Linked DNA regions of Sus scrofa: regions 1 and 2 are each linked to region 3. The links are chromatin contacts, called in public HiChIP or PLAC-seq and promoter capture Hi-C maps. All regions are on one chromosome and are shown on one strand. The core of a region is the stretch at or near the end of the contact, and the rest is flanking DNA. Distances in the headings are between cores, read along the strand shown. Region 1 holds the start of TMEM92 (transmembrane protein 92). Region 2 has its middle 30 kb from the start of TMEM92. Region 3 holds the start of COL1A1 (collagen alpha-1(I) chain).

Region 1 (4,180 bases), core at 1,652-4,151, 69 kb after region 3:
GTAGGCTCTCTTTGTTCCACCATTCCTTTTTTTTTTTTTTTTTTTGGTCTTTTTAGGGCCACACCTGCAGCATATGGAGGTTCCCAGGCTAGGGGTCTCATCCGAGCTGTAGCCGCCAGCCCCACACCACAGACACAGCAGCACCAGATCCGAGCCACGTCTATGACCTACAGCACAGCTCAGGGCAACACCGGAGCCTTAACCCACTGAGTAAGGCCAGGGATCGAAATTGTGTCCTCATGGATGCTGGTCAAATTTGCTTCCTGAGCCATGACGGGGACTCCTGTTTATCCATCTAAATGTAATCATTTGCATCTACTAACCCCAAACTCCCAGTCCATCCCATTCGCTCCTTCTCCCTCTTGGCGGGGTGCTGGTTTTAACAAATAGATACAGGACACCCAGCTAAATTAGAATTTCGGATAGACAACAAATAAATTTTAGTATGTCCCCAATATTGCACAGGACATATTTATCTATACTAAAAAGTTATTGTTTATCCGAAGTTCAAATTTAACCGGGCATCCTGTCTGTGGTCTGGTAACCCTACATCTGTGTCAACTGGATGCCAGAGGAAACAAGGCCACCCTCCTGCCCTCCTCCCGCTCCTCCTCAGGGCACCGATCTGCCTGGTTCCTTCACCTCCTCGGCTTCTCTTGTCTACCCTTCAAAGCTCCTCCATGCCCTTCTCAGCACCCTCATTCCACCTGCTAAGATAAGCTCTTCCCCTAAGCTCACGCATCTTCCTCTGCTCTGAGGGCCAAACTTCTGCAGGGCTCCAGGCCTGGGCAGAGGGGCAGGGTGTTTGGGGGAGACACCTCAAGCCTTGAGTATGGATAGCAAAGGGAAGCAACAATGTCACTAAGGAAGCAGCAGTGTGGGTGCTGCGACGAAAAAGCTCTAGCAGTCTCTGGACTAGGGTCCCCTTGGCAGAAGGGGGGCTTGGTTCAAAGCCAACTGCAGGGGCCAAGGGACGACACCCCCTGCTATTCTTCTCCGAGATCAGTCACCAGGAACTGCCAAAGAGAGGGCATTTTCTGAGGCCAGACCCCAATTCCACTTGGATCAGGAGACTGGAAGATTCTGTCCTTAGGAGCCAAGAGATAATGAGAAACAGAGACAGGGAAAAACAGAGAGACCAGGGAGAGATATACTGCGAGAGAGACCAGGAGGGTTGGAGAGCAAAAGACCCAGAGCCAGGGAGACACAGGACCAAACCAGAGACAAGGGAAATGGAAACAGAAAAACAGATTCCTCCAGTGAGACAGAGATAAGCAAAGAGGAGACACAGAGATGGGAAAACAGGGAACACTAAGGCATGGAGAGAAAGTGCGTAGAGAAAGAAATGGGGAGATATTGAAACAGGAAGACAGAGATGGGGAGACCTGGGGAGAGGTTACACAGAGATAACACGGCGAGAGATGAGAAACAGCGATAAGGAGAAAGCGGTGAGAGAAAACAAAAAAGCCAGAGAGGGCGGCTGTCCCTTCTTACTAGGTTTGAACCAGTTTTCCGTGGTAAAGTCAGAACTGAGGGGCAGCAGGAGACGTCTCATACCTAAGCACCGAGCCTCCCCCGACTTCCCCCAGGTCAGGGAGCAGCACCCCACCCGTCACCCCCGCCCCCCGTTCGCCCCCGCCCCAGGGGTCCCGGCTCCGACTCTCCACCTCCCGCAAGGTCTTCTCCATACGTCCCATCTGTGTTTGGGCGTCTGGCTCTCACCCTCCGCCAATCGCCCACCGAGACGGCTTCCCACCCCACCCTCCAGCCGGGTCCCCCGGGAGGGAGCCCGGGGAGATCCGCCCCAAGTCCCGGGTCCCACGCCGCCGGGCTCCGGGGGAATCGCGAGTTGAACGATGCTGCCACCTGCTGGCCGGATCTGGAAAGCACAGCGTGCCTCGAGGGCTGGGCGCGGCCGCCCCGGGTCGGAATCCCGCGGCTCCTGGCTCAGCCCGTCTCCGCGGGGTCTTTCCAGGAATCTGGATGGGCCTGCTCGCCTGCGCCCCATCTCTCCTGGCTGCCGCTCTGCCCCAGTTTAGGACCCAGGGACTAGTCTCTGAATGCTGGGGTCTTAATTTTCCCTGTAGTCAAACGGAGGAAGTGTACCAACACATCTTCCCAGGATGTGGAGGCGGGGGGGGGGGGGCACGAATGTGCTAGTAATGAGCTCTAGGTTCTCCTTCCCAAGAAATCTGCCAGGCCGCCCCTCCCTCCCTCCTCATAAAAAAAAAAGGACGCCTAGCCCCACCAGGACCTTCGCCTCCCCTCTCTCATCCTCTGCCCCCCAGAAGTCCTTATGGGAAGGGACTTCCAGTGGTCCAGGTCCCTCTGGCCGCGTCCCCCCTCATCTGATAGGTGCGGCCAGTCCCTATTTTTTTTTTTTTTTTTTGTCTTTTTGGGGCCGCACCCGGGGCATCTGGAGGTTCCCAGGCTAGGGGGTCTAATCCGAGCTACAGCTGCCAGCCTATACCACAGCCACAGCAATGCAGAATCCCAGCCTCGTCTGTGACCTACACTAGAGCTAACGGGCAACGCCCAAGCCTTGACCCACTGAGCAAGGCCAGGGATCGAACCTGCAACCTCCTGGTTCCTAGTGGATTGTTTCCACTGCGCCACAACGGGAACTCCCGCCAGTCCCTATCATAAGCCTGGGACCGCTTGGGGGTGGAACAGTTGGGGTTGGGAAGGGGTAGTTCAGCTGTCTTGAACTGATGCCACAATATTGTTCATCAGATAATCCTTTCTACCTCTCAATTCCCCAAGCCGTTCCCAGACGTCTTCCCTCCCCCTCCTCCCTTCCCCCTCCCCCTCCCCTCCTCCTCCCTCCTCCCCTCCCCTCTCCTCACCTCCGCCCCTCCCTTCCTCTTCTGGGTTGGCCTTTCCCCGGGTGCATCAGCTCCGCCCCCAACCCAAGGCAGGGCCCTATAGGTGGAGAGTCGTGGGAGAGGTCACGGCCCCGCCCTCTCCTCTCCTCCCCTCCACACGGAAGCTCAGTGGCCCCCCTGCCAGGATGTCTGACACCTGGGTCCTCGGCCTCGTGCCCACCTTGCTGCTTGCCCTGCCGGCTGGCCTCCAACAGGTGAGCTTTTTGGGAGGTAAGCCGGTTAGATTTGGGGGGGTCCTACCCTTGTGGGTCAGGGGCCCCGCTTCTGGCTCTGGATCACCACCTACTACGGTCAGGATTTCCTCATGACCACACGTATTTAGCAACTTCCTTTCTCTTTTGGCCCGGGAGGTGGAGGTGAGGGCAGTGGAAGGAGGTCCTGAGAAGGCCTGGGTTCCTTCACCTTGTGGGGAGGCAGGGGCGGGGGAGACTGTGTCGTGGGACCTGCGCCGCCTGACACCTAGTGCCTCTCTGAGTGGGGACTTTGATCCTGGCGTCGTTAGTCTCGTTAGTCTTGTCTCGTTCTTGCTCCTTCCTGCTGTGTCAGAAAGCAGTGACTGGGGGCCGGGGCGACAGTGGGGGTGTGTGTGTGTCTAAGGTCTGGACGCCTGGCCAGCCTGTCCCCCCCAGCTCTGTTCTCCTAGTGCTGGGGATGACCTTGGGAAGGCCCTGCCCCTCTCTGGGACTGTTTCTCTCTGCGTGCCCTGGAGGAAAGGAGGCTCCTTTGTCCCTTCCTAGGTGCGGGGCTAGGATTCCAGCCGGTGATAGGATTTGATCCGGCTGCCTGACCCCAGGCTGGGGTGACCTCTGGAATCTGTGATTTCTGAAGTGAGGCAAGGTTTCAGCACCCCTTTATCCCTCCCCTGACTCCAGTAATGGGGGCAGTCTATCCAATTCTGGGGTGGGAGATGATCCTAGAAACTGACATGGGTCTAGAACACGGTTTTTAAATTACTTGTGTCAGAGTCCGAAGGAAGTTGCAGGCCTGCTTCCCACGTTCATGAACTTGTGCTGAGCCGCTCTGCCCCACCCCACCCCAAGCCCTGCTCTTCCTTCTCTATCACCAGGCTGTGGGTTTGTGCCAGCTCTAGGCTGAGCATCCTCTGGTCGATTCCTCCCAACCACTGCAGGGGGCAGGCAGTTGATGCTCCCTGTTCACATGTAAGCAGTTGCCGAAGATTATCCCAACACTTGATAAAACACAGGCTCTGAACCACCTCAGATAAGACCATCCTCTGTTTAAAACAGGATGGTAGGGGGAGGAGTTCCCTGGTGGCTCAGTGGGTTAAGGGTCTG
Region 2 (4,246 bases), core at 4-2,503, 98 kb after region 3:
CCCGCAGCAGAAAAAAAGCAAAAGAAAAAAAGCAAAAACAAAGAAACCCCCACACAAAAAAGAAAGCCATTTGAGGAGTACCCTGGTGGTCTAGCGGGTAAAGGATACAACATTGTCACTGCTGTGGCTTGGGTTACTGCTGTCGTGTGGGTTCTACCACTGGCTGTGGCCAAAAACAACCCCAGAAGTCCATTAGATAGAGAGGAGCGACCGGGGCCTCTGTCAGCCACTTTGTGAACTGTCACCCAGTCCAAGCTCATAACTGCTAGCCACACTCCAGGCCAATGAATAAAGCTGTTGGGGCAAGGAAGAGCAACTTTATTAGGAAAGGCAGCAGTCAGAGAAGATGGTAGACTAGTGTCCCCCAAAACCATCTTACCCAAGTTAGAATTCAAGCTGCTTTTATACTAAAGTGGAGCAGGTGTGGCTGGCTGGTGCAAACTTCTTGCTGCCCAGTTCCTTTGTTCTTGCAGCTGTCCACGTAGGACGGGTCACCGTTTGCCTATAAACTACCAGCAAGACAGGAGTTATTATCTATCTATGACTTTTTTCTTTTTCAGTCGTACCCCCAGCATATGGGAGTTCCTTGGCCAGGGATTGAATCTGAGCCACAGCTTCGACCTAGGCCACAGTGACTTATGTATGCCACAGCCATGGCAACCCTGGATTCTTTTGGGGGGGGGGGGCTCCACCCAAGGCATGTGGAGGTTCCCAGGCTAGAGGTGAAATCAGAGCCGTAGCTGCTGGCCTTCACCACAGTCACACCAATGACAGATCCAAGCTGTGTCTGCAGCCTACACCACAGCTCACAACAATGCTGGATCCTTAACCCACTGAGCGAGGCCAGGGATCGAACCTGCATCCTCATGGATGCTAGTCAGATTCCTTTCCAGTAAGGCATGATGGGAAAAACCCTGGATTCTTAACCACTGCGCCAGGCTAGGGATTGAACTGGCGCCACCACAGAGACAAAGCCAGATCCTTAACCTGCTGCACCACAGCAGGAACTCTGAACTTTTTTTTTTTTTTTTTTTTTGGTTGTACCTGCTGCACGCAGAAGTTCCTGGGCCAGGGATTGAACTCACATCACAGCAGCAAACCAAGCTGCTGCAGTGACAATGCCAGATCCTTAACCCACTGAGTCACAAAGGAACTCCTTGTCTGCAACTTTTTATCTCTATATGAATAGAAAAATGTTATACATTTAAAGGTCAGAGCCTTGGGAATGGGCTATTACACATATTTCAAGCTATACGCAACATTCTTTTACAAAGGTGCAGAGCCAGCATGACTCAGCGCAAGGCAGCAGAGCACAAAGGATAGAGCTAAAAGAACAAATCCAAAATGGAGTCAGGTTTGTTCTTCACTGTTACAAAACTGGTTGAATGAGAAAAAAAGCCAGTATTCAGAAGAAAACGGAGACAGGAGACAGAGAATGTGTCCTAATGGCCATGAGATGCCTGGTTCCATTTGTTCCTGAGGTCCAGCACCTTCTCATAGCCTGCCGACTCCACCATTCTTTGGCAACCAATAGCTATACATCCCTAGCTCAAGTTAGTGTGAGTTGATTTATTGTCACTTGCAACCCGAAGAGCCCAGAGTAGCCTGCTAGATCAACCCCTTTACTTCACAGATGAAATAACAGATTCTCTCTCTTTTTTTTTTTTTTTTTTGTCTTTTTGCCATTTCTTGGGCCACTCCCTCGGCATATGGAGGTTCCCAGGCTAGGGGTTGAATCGGAGCTGTAGCCACTGGCCTACACCGCAGCCACAGCAACGTGGGATCTGAGCCACACCTGCGACCTACATCACAGCTCATGGCAACGCCGGATCCTTAACCCACTGAGCAAGGCCAGGGACCGAACCCGCAACCTCATGGTTCCTAGTCGGATTCGTTAACCACTGAGCCACAATGGGAACTCCAAAAAAACAGATTCTGAGTAAAACTATAAGTTCTCTGGGTCTACAAGATTAGTGAGTAGCTTGGCTGGAATTAAACCCAAAGTCTCCTGATCAGAGCTCCCATGTGTGTCTCTAGCTGTAGCTCCCATGTGCATTTCTAACACCTGGCAGAGATTTCCAGTGTCCTCAGTTGGAGGGAAATGCACAGAACAAAGAAGAAAAGCTAAAAATAGACCATCAAACTACAACTGGAGACCTGGGATCTGGAGGGTTGGTACAGGAAATGGAGACAGCGAAGAACAAAGTCAGACTCGGAGGTGAAAACTAAAAGGAAGCCACGCTATTTGTGGCTGAACTCTCGCACGAGGAAGACAGGATCAAAGGAAGCCTTCACCTCCTGCAAAATGCTCATGCAGGATTCAGATTAAACTGAGCTAATAGATCTCCTAGCTGAGGCTAAAGGGAGATCAGAGGCCAGGTGCTGGCTGCCACAAGCCTTCTACCCATCAGAGGTTACCCTTACCTTGAATATAAAATAGGACAGTCCCCCTTAGGTCCTGCAGCTGACAGTGTCCTCTTATTCCTCACCCCACCCCAGACACAGCCGTCCTTCCCATTTCCCATGTGCCAAGCACCCCTGACAAAGTCGTGTGTATGTAGCTGTCCCTAAAGGTTTGGGATGACGGAGAGGGGTGAGGGGCCCTGGCAGGTCTGTGGGTGTTTTGGTTCCCAGCGTTAGTTACAGCCCTGTGACCTGCCACACTGCAAGCAGGTTTTACAACCCGTGAGACGATTATGCAGGGAAGTGGCAATTACTCAGGAAGAGGTGGCTGGAGGAACAGGTTGGAGAGACCTCCTTAGAGCTACTCAGGACGAGGCAGATCTGTACCCAGGACAGGCAGAATTCCTTGGCCACCACTTTAAGAACCCAGGGGAACCCAAGAAGCCACAATGGCTGACACCTCCTTGCTTATTGTCTTCTGATCATTTCTGAGTCTCCCGCAGTCTGATGGTACTTCAGTGGCTTTCCAGGGCAAAAGGCGATTTCCAGGCAACTCCCAACCCCACCCTCCGCAGAACTTGTCCAGAGGGTCATATTTCATGCACATACACGACGCCTTATCAGTTATCCCTGACCTCGACCTCAGGGACACCTCACCTGGTCTTTCCCTGGGCCCCCCTGAGGCTGGGCTTCCCTTCCTCCCTTCGAGTTCCCAACAGAACCCCCAAACCCCCACCTACGGCCCCTCTGAAGGTCATTTTAACCCCCTTTCTCTAAGACGTTCCATTCCTTGGAGATCTTGCCTTCCAGGAAGGAACGTGTTCATCAAGGTGTTTTTTTCATCCAAAGAGTAATAATTGTCTCTCTAAAGGCCAGTCCGCCTGATTCTGGACCAACAGCTGCAATTCAGAAACCCTAGCAAACATTTTTAAATAGCAAAAAATGCCCCTGACCCTCATCTCCAAATCAACAACCAGGCCCATGTCACTCCACTTCCCATATTTCATGCTGGGACAGATATTCTGACAATGGGACAGAATTTTCTTGATCAGAACTATCCTAGAGGAGTTCCCGTCTTGGTGCAGTAGAAATGAATCAGACTAGGAACTATGAGGTTGCGGGTCCGATCCCTGGCCTCGCTCAGTGGGTGAAGGATCTGGCGTTGCCGTGAGCTGTGGTGTAGGCTTGGAAGCTGTAGCTCTGACTTGAGCCCTAGCCTGGGACCCTCCATATGCCGTGAGTTCGGCCCAAAAAAGCAAAAAAGCAAAAAAAAAAAAAAAAAAAAAAAAAAAAAAGAACTATCCTAGAAATTCAGGATGTACTGTCAACCAATCTACTTTCTGTACGTCTACCACTCACACTTGAAATGGAAATGGATCCATTCCTTGACTCTCCTTTGCCTGGGAAGCCTCAGAACTCGCAGAGAAATCAGAGTCTTGGTCACAGGAGAATGCCTTGGGGAGCCTTTAGACTCCAAGAATAAGCGGTGAGAATCAGATGGGTTTAATTTCAAGCATTCCTAGCTGTCCCACAGAACTCCTGCATGACAATGATCCTCAGAGGCCCTGGACACAACATGCAGGCTGACCACCGACCACATTCCTCTTTAGGGTTTCTCCTCCTTTAGCTCCTGTTCAGTTCCAGTCCCACCAGGTCCCCTGAGACTGACCCACAAAACTTGTGGAGCACTCCAGCTCCATCTTCGCTTGGGGGTCCCTTCCAATCCCAGCCACAAAGGGTAGGACACCCTACCTGTCCCGGTCTCCGGCAGGAGTAGTGTCCAGATAGCCTGCAAGCAGGTGGCAGAATGCCTGACTGGTGAGAGAGACCTGTTTCTCACTCC
Region 3 (3,915 bases), core at 159-2,658:
GGGCGTGGGATCCCGCCCAGAGACTTAAAATGTACCAGAGACTTAAAAAGAGCAGGATACGCCCTAACCTCCACTTCCCAGACATCTCTAACAGCCTCTCCCAAGGACAAATCCCGTTTCCCAAAGCCAGCCAGTGCCCGGGGTCACTCCTTAGCCAAAGAACCCAAAAGTCCGCCAAAGAAGTTAGTTAACCAAAGATCCAAAAAGTCCGTAAATGATGTTAATCACGCCCACCGCGGAGCGTCCACCCAGGCGGCCACTAGGTGGCGGGCCACCCTAAGCAATTTCCCCCGACCGGCCACTTCTTTTAGAGACTGGAGCTACCCCGTCCCCAACTTTATTTTCAAAGTCTAGAGGTGGGGTCCACACCAGGCAACAACCCCATTTTCCCGCTTCGACTCCTGCGCGGAGAAGCGCTGGCCAGGGAGGCTCAGTGCCAGTATAGCTCAGCAGAGGGCGCAAGGACCCTGCCCCTCAAAGCCGGCGCCAAAGTTTCTCAGCCTGCAACCCGCCCACTCTCAGCGCCCCCTCCCCCCTCAGCCCAGCACTTCTGTGGCCCCAGGAACACTGTCTAGCCTGCAGAGAGGGCAAACAATCTTTTCTTATGAATCATCCCCTAGCCTTCCCGACCACTTTTACATCTTGGGCTCCAAATTCCCGACTCGGCGCCCCCACCCCATCCTCGACGTACTTTACGCGTACCCGGCGCCCAGAACCAATTTTCCCCGCTGTACTTCACAGTGTGCGCTCGGGACTCCTCCTGAGCCAACTCGCGCCGTGCTGCATCTCCTCCTCCCACTGCTGGGGGGGAGGTCATCTACACCCCCGCCCAGAGTGCGCTCCTTTCTACCCCCCAGGGCGCCGAGGAAGAGCCCTCACCATCTCCCTTTCATCCTTGAGCCTCTGGAGCATCCCGAGTCTCAGCTTACGTCGTGGACCCCCCCAGAACCCAACGCGGGACAAGATACCAAGTAGCCTTGGACCCCAAAAGTTTGAGACTTACTGTCTTCTTCTTGGCCTTGTTGGCCTTCTTCTTGGCCCTCCTCTTGGCCGTGCGTCAGGAGGGCGGTGGCCGCTAAGAGGAGCAGGAGCCGGAGGTCCACAAAGCTGAACATGTCTAGACCCTAGACATGTAGACTCTTTGCGGCTGGGGTGGGGGTTAGCGTCCGCTCATGCGTGGCCTCACACTCCGCGTGCCTCCTGCTCCGACCCCGAGGAGAAACTCCCGTCTGCTCCGACCACTGGCCCGGGCCCCTTTTATACCATCCCGAGGGTGAGCGGGGAGGAACCCTGCCCCTGGGAGAGGGGGAGCCGGCTGCCCGTCCCCCAGCCAATCAGAGTTGCCTGGCCCGGCCCCCAATTTGGGAGTCGGAAGGGAGAGGGGGAGGAGGAGGGAAGGGAAGGGAAAGGAGTCCACCGCACGCCACCCCCCTTCCACAGCTCTGCCTCCCCAGCCCCCCAGCGCAGCCTGGGCCAGAGATGCTGCCGCTGGGGTGCGGCTCGGTCCTCAATATACTGTGGGCTAAAGAGTGGGAAGGGGCGCCTCTTCAGCTTTCTTCCGGGGATGCGCAATCTGGGGGGAACTGGAGTTGGGGAGCTGGGTAGGGAGCCTTCCAAAGATGGAAGAATTGGGGGTGATTGGGAGAGGGTCCTCCTTTACCCGCCCGATATCCTTGGCAACAGCCAGGCGATCGGCCCGAGGAGGCCAGCTATGGACCCCTCTAAAGCAGGAGAACCAGAGAATTTAAAAGATGTGCGTTCTGGGGGGTGTCTTCTGGTGTGGCGGGGGTAGAGAACTTAGGGTTATTTGAGGAACGAGTTAGAGACTCATTGATAGACATTAAGAATCAGATATTTGGGGGTGGGTGCGGATGAGAGGATTTTTATTTTGAGGCTGTCAGTTCTTCTGCCACGTCTCCAAGGTGGACTCAGATGCTCTCCCCCCCGAAGCCCCAGCCTGATTGAGAGAGATGGGGTGGGGAGGCTGAGGCCCTGGGTGAGACATTTGACTACGTGGGCTCTCCAGATGAAAGCTTTGGTGTTGAGTGAAGGCACTGCGGGGTGGGGGCGGGGCATTGCGAGGGTTCTCCCACCCCAGGTGGCAAGGGCTTGAGGTCACTGGCCACTTAGAAAAGAGTCTTGTGTTGGGGTCTGTCATGGCTATGGCCATGGTTAAGTGGGGAGGAGTCTGCTGGAGAGCCCTGGACCAGAGAGAGGGGGGTCCTGGGGGCTGCATAAAGCTCTGTCTCTGTCTGTACCCCGACTCAGGATTGGGGAATTTTGGGTGTTTCTGGGGGAGACTTGCCTTGGGGAGTTCAAAATGGAATTGCAGGTGAGTGTCCTTCTTTTAAAGGATGTTTCCCACTGCTTCCCTTCTTTTCTGGAAACCCCAGGCCTTGCTCTTTGGCCCTGGAGCCAGGAGAGAATCATGTGCACCCCGAAAGGTGGTGGAGACCCCACCAGGCTATATTTGGAGGAGAGGCCCCTAGAAGCTGGTGTCAGCCCTTCTCCAGGTCCCAGCCTCCCAAGAGGGCTCTACCCTAGCCTCCGTCTATCCAGGCCCCTGGTCCTGCCGAAAGCTGAGGGCCCAAGAAAAGGCAAAGAGGGTCCCTTTGCAATGTCAACTCCAATCCTTCTTGCGCAGCTCCCCACCCCCATCACTCCAGAGCTGCAACGTGGAAGCGGGGAGTCCCGCCTCCCCCAAACCATCCAAGATTCCATTGCCTCCCCCCGCCCCTCTCCACGCCCTCCCCCAGCTGGTTTTGTGCAACGAAGGCAAAGGGAAAAAAAGACCAAGAGAACAGAAGGGGAGGGAGCCACGTCGGCTGGCCGGCTGGCCGTGGGCAGCCGGGATGAGCGGGGCGGGTGGGGCCGCAGAGGGAGACTGCAGGGGCTATAATTAAAGAGAAAATATAGAGTTTCCAGAGAGGCAGGGCTGGAGACAGCAATGGAGGGACGGGCCTTCGTCAATTATCCCCACCATGTGGCAGCAACTTGTGGCTCAAGATCTGCCCCCGCCTAGTGCCAGCTACTGCAGGACAGTACTGGGGGCTGAGGTGCTGAGATGGCAGTTCCTGCACCCTCCAGCGAGGGTCAGGGGCAAGGAGCACCCCCTCTCCCCCCCCTACAGGAGACCAGGGACCTGACCCTCAGGGTGGTGGGCACCCCTTTAGAGTGGCAGTCTGGGGCGGAGAGTCACCTGCTTGGGTGAGGGGTGGTGTGACCTGCCCACCTCCCCGCTTGCTGAGTTATTGCAGCCAGGACTCCTGCCTACAGCCCCCTTCCCACATGCTCCCTTTGCAGGCTGTCCTTCCGTCACCTTAAAGGCGTGATTAGGACTCAGAGGTGAGAATCAGGACTTGCTCCATCACTGGGGTTCTGAAGAGTATTTAGGGAACCCTGGGATTGGAAAGTGGGCTTTGTGGGTAGTGAGGGGGTGACAGCCACCGCCCCCCCGCCCGCCCCGCTCCCAGTGTCCAGCTCCATCCCAAGGGGCTCTGGGCAGAAGGTTTCCAAGCATCCTTTACACGTGGCAGAAAGCTGAGGTTCAGGGCTTCCTCTGCCACTTTTTGACTTGAAACGCTTGGCGGGCGCCCAGCCCAGAGATGTGTCTTTAATTTCTGCAGCATGACAGTGAGAGGAAGAATGTACTTGGGGTCTCCTCCCAGCCTGGTTGGGCCTCCTTGGCCAGAACTGAAGGCTTGAGACCGGGGCGGTGGGGGGCGGTGGGGGGGGGAAATGGAGAAAGGAGGGAGGGAGCTGAGGCTGGAGAGGGGAGGAGACGCCACCTCATCTTTAGGAAAGTCTGAAACTCTGGCTTCTGGTGGAATGTAAGACTTTGTCTGGCATTTGGAGTGGGGGGGGCGAAAGCCCAAATCTCCTGTTCCCCCCCCCACCACCACCACCCCCAAGAAA

The links. Promoter capture Hi-C pulls out the DNA fragments that hold promoters and counts their contacts. HiChIP or PLAC-seq counts read pairs in DNA pulled down with a chosen protein or histone mark.
Region 1: a contact with region 3 is called in a promoter capture Hi-C map of skeletal muscle, with 6 times the contacts expected there. The contact joins the promoter of TMEM92 here to the promoter of COL1A1 in region 3. A contact is called at or near these places in 4 of 5 promoter capture datasets (fetal liver, fetal skeletal muscle, liver and 1 more), 25 of 47 Hi-C or Micro-C datasets (adipocytes, alveolar macrophages, brain and 16 more) and 2 of 2 datasets of contacts at active chromatin or transcription factors (alveolar macrophages and skeletal muscle).
Region 2: a contact with region 3 is called in an H3K27ac HiChIP or PLAC-seq map of alveolar macrophages. The contact joins the enhancer-like site here to the promoter of COL1A1 in region 3. A contact is called at or near these places in 3 of 5 promoter capture datasets (fetal liver, fetal skeletal muscle and liver), 10 of 47 Hi-C or Micro-C datasets (blood, brain, embryonic fibroblasts and 6 more) and 1 of 2 datasets of contacts at active chromatin or transcription factors (alveolar macrophages).

The regions. Positions count from the first base shown.
Region 1 is chr12:26,463,712-26,467,891 of Sscrofa11.1, forward strand. It overlaps TMEM92 (transmembrane protein 92), which reads left to right and starts at 2,902. Exons shown (of 5, transcript XM_003131586.3): 1 at 2,902-3,079. The coding sequence starts at 3,011.
Region 2 is chr12:26,494,303-26,498,548 of Sscrofa11.1, forward strand. No RefSeq gene overlaps it. Among named protein-coding and RNA genes, the nearest start is that of TMEM92, 30 kb to the left of the region's middle. Within about 2 kb of position 1,254, at least 3 of the 83 cell types and tissues checked have an H3K27ac peak or open chromatin away from gene starts, as enhancers often do. A contact at or near this core is called in alveolar macrophages, where this site is marked.
Region 3 is chr12:26,395,772-26,399,686 of Sscrofa11.1, forward strand. COL1A1 (collagen alpha-1(I) chain) reads right to left here and starts at 1,409. Exons shown (of 51, transcript XM_021067153.1): 1 at 1,004-1,409. The coding sequence starts at 1,115.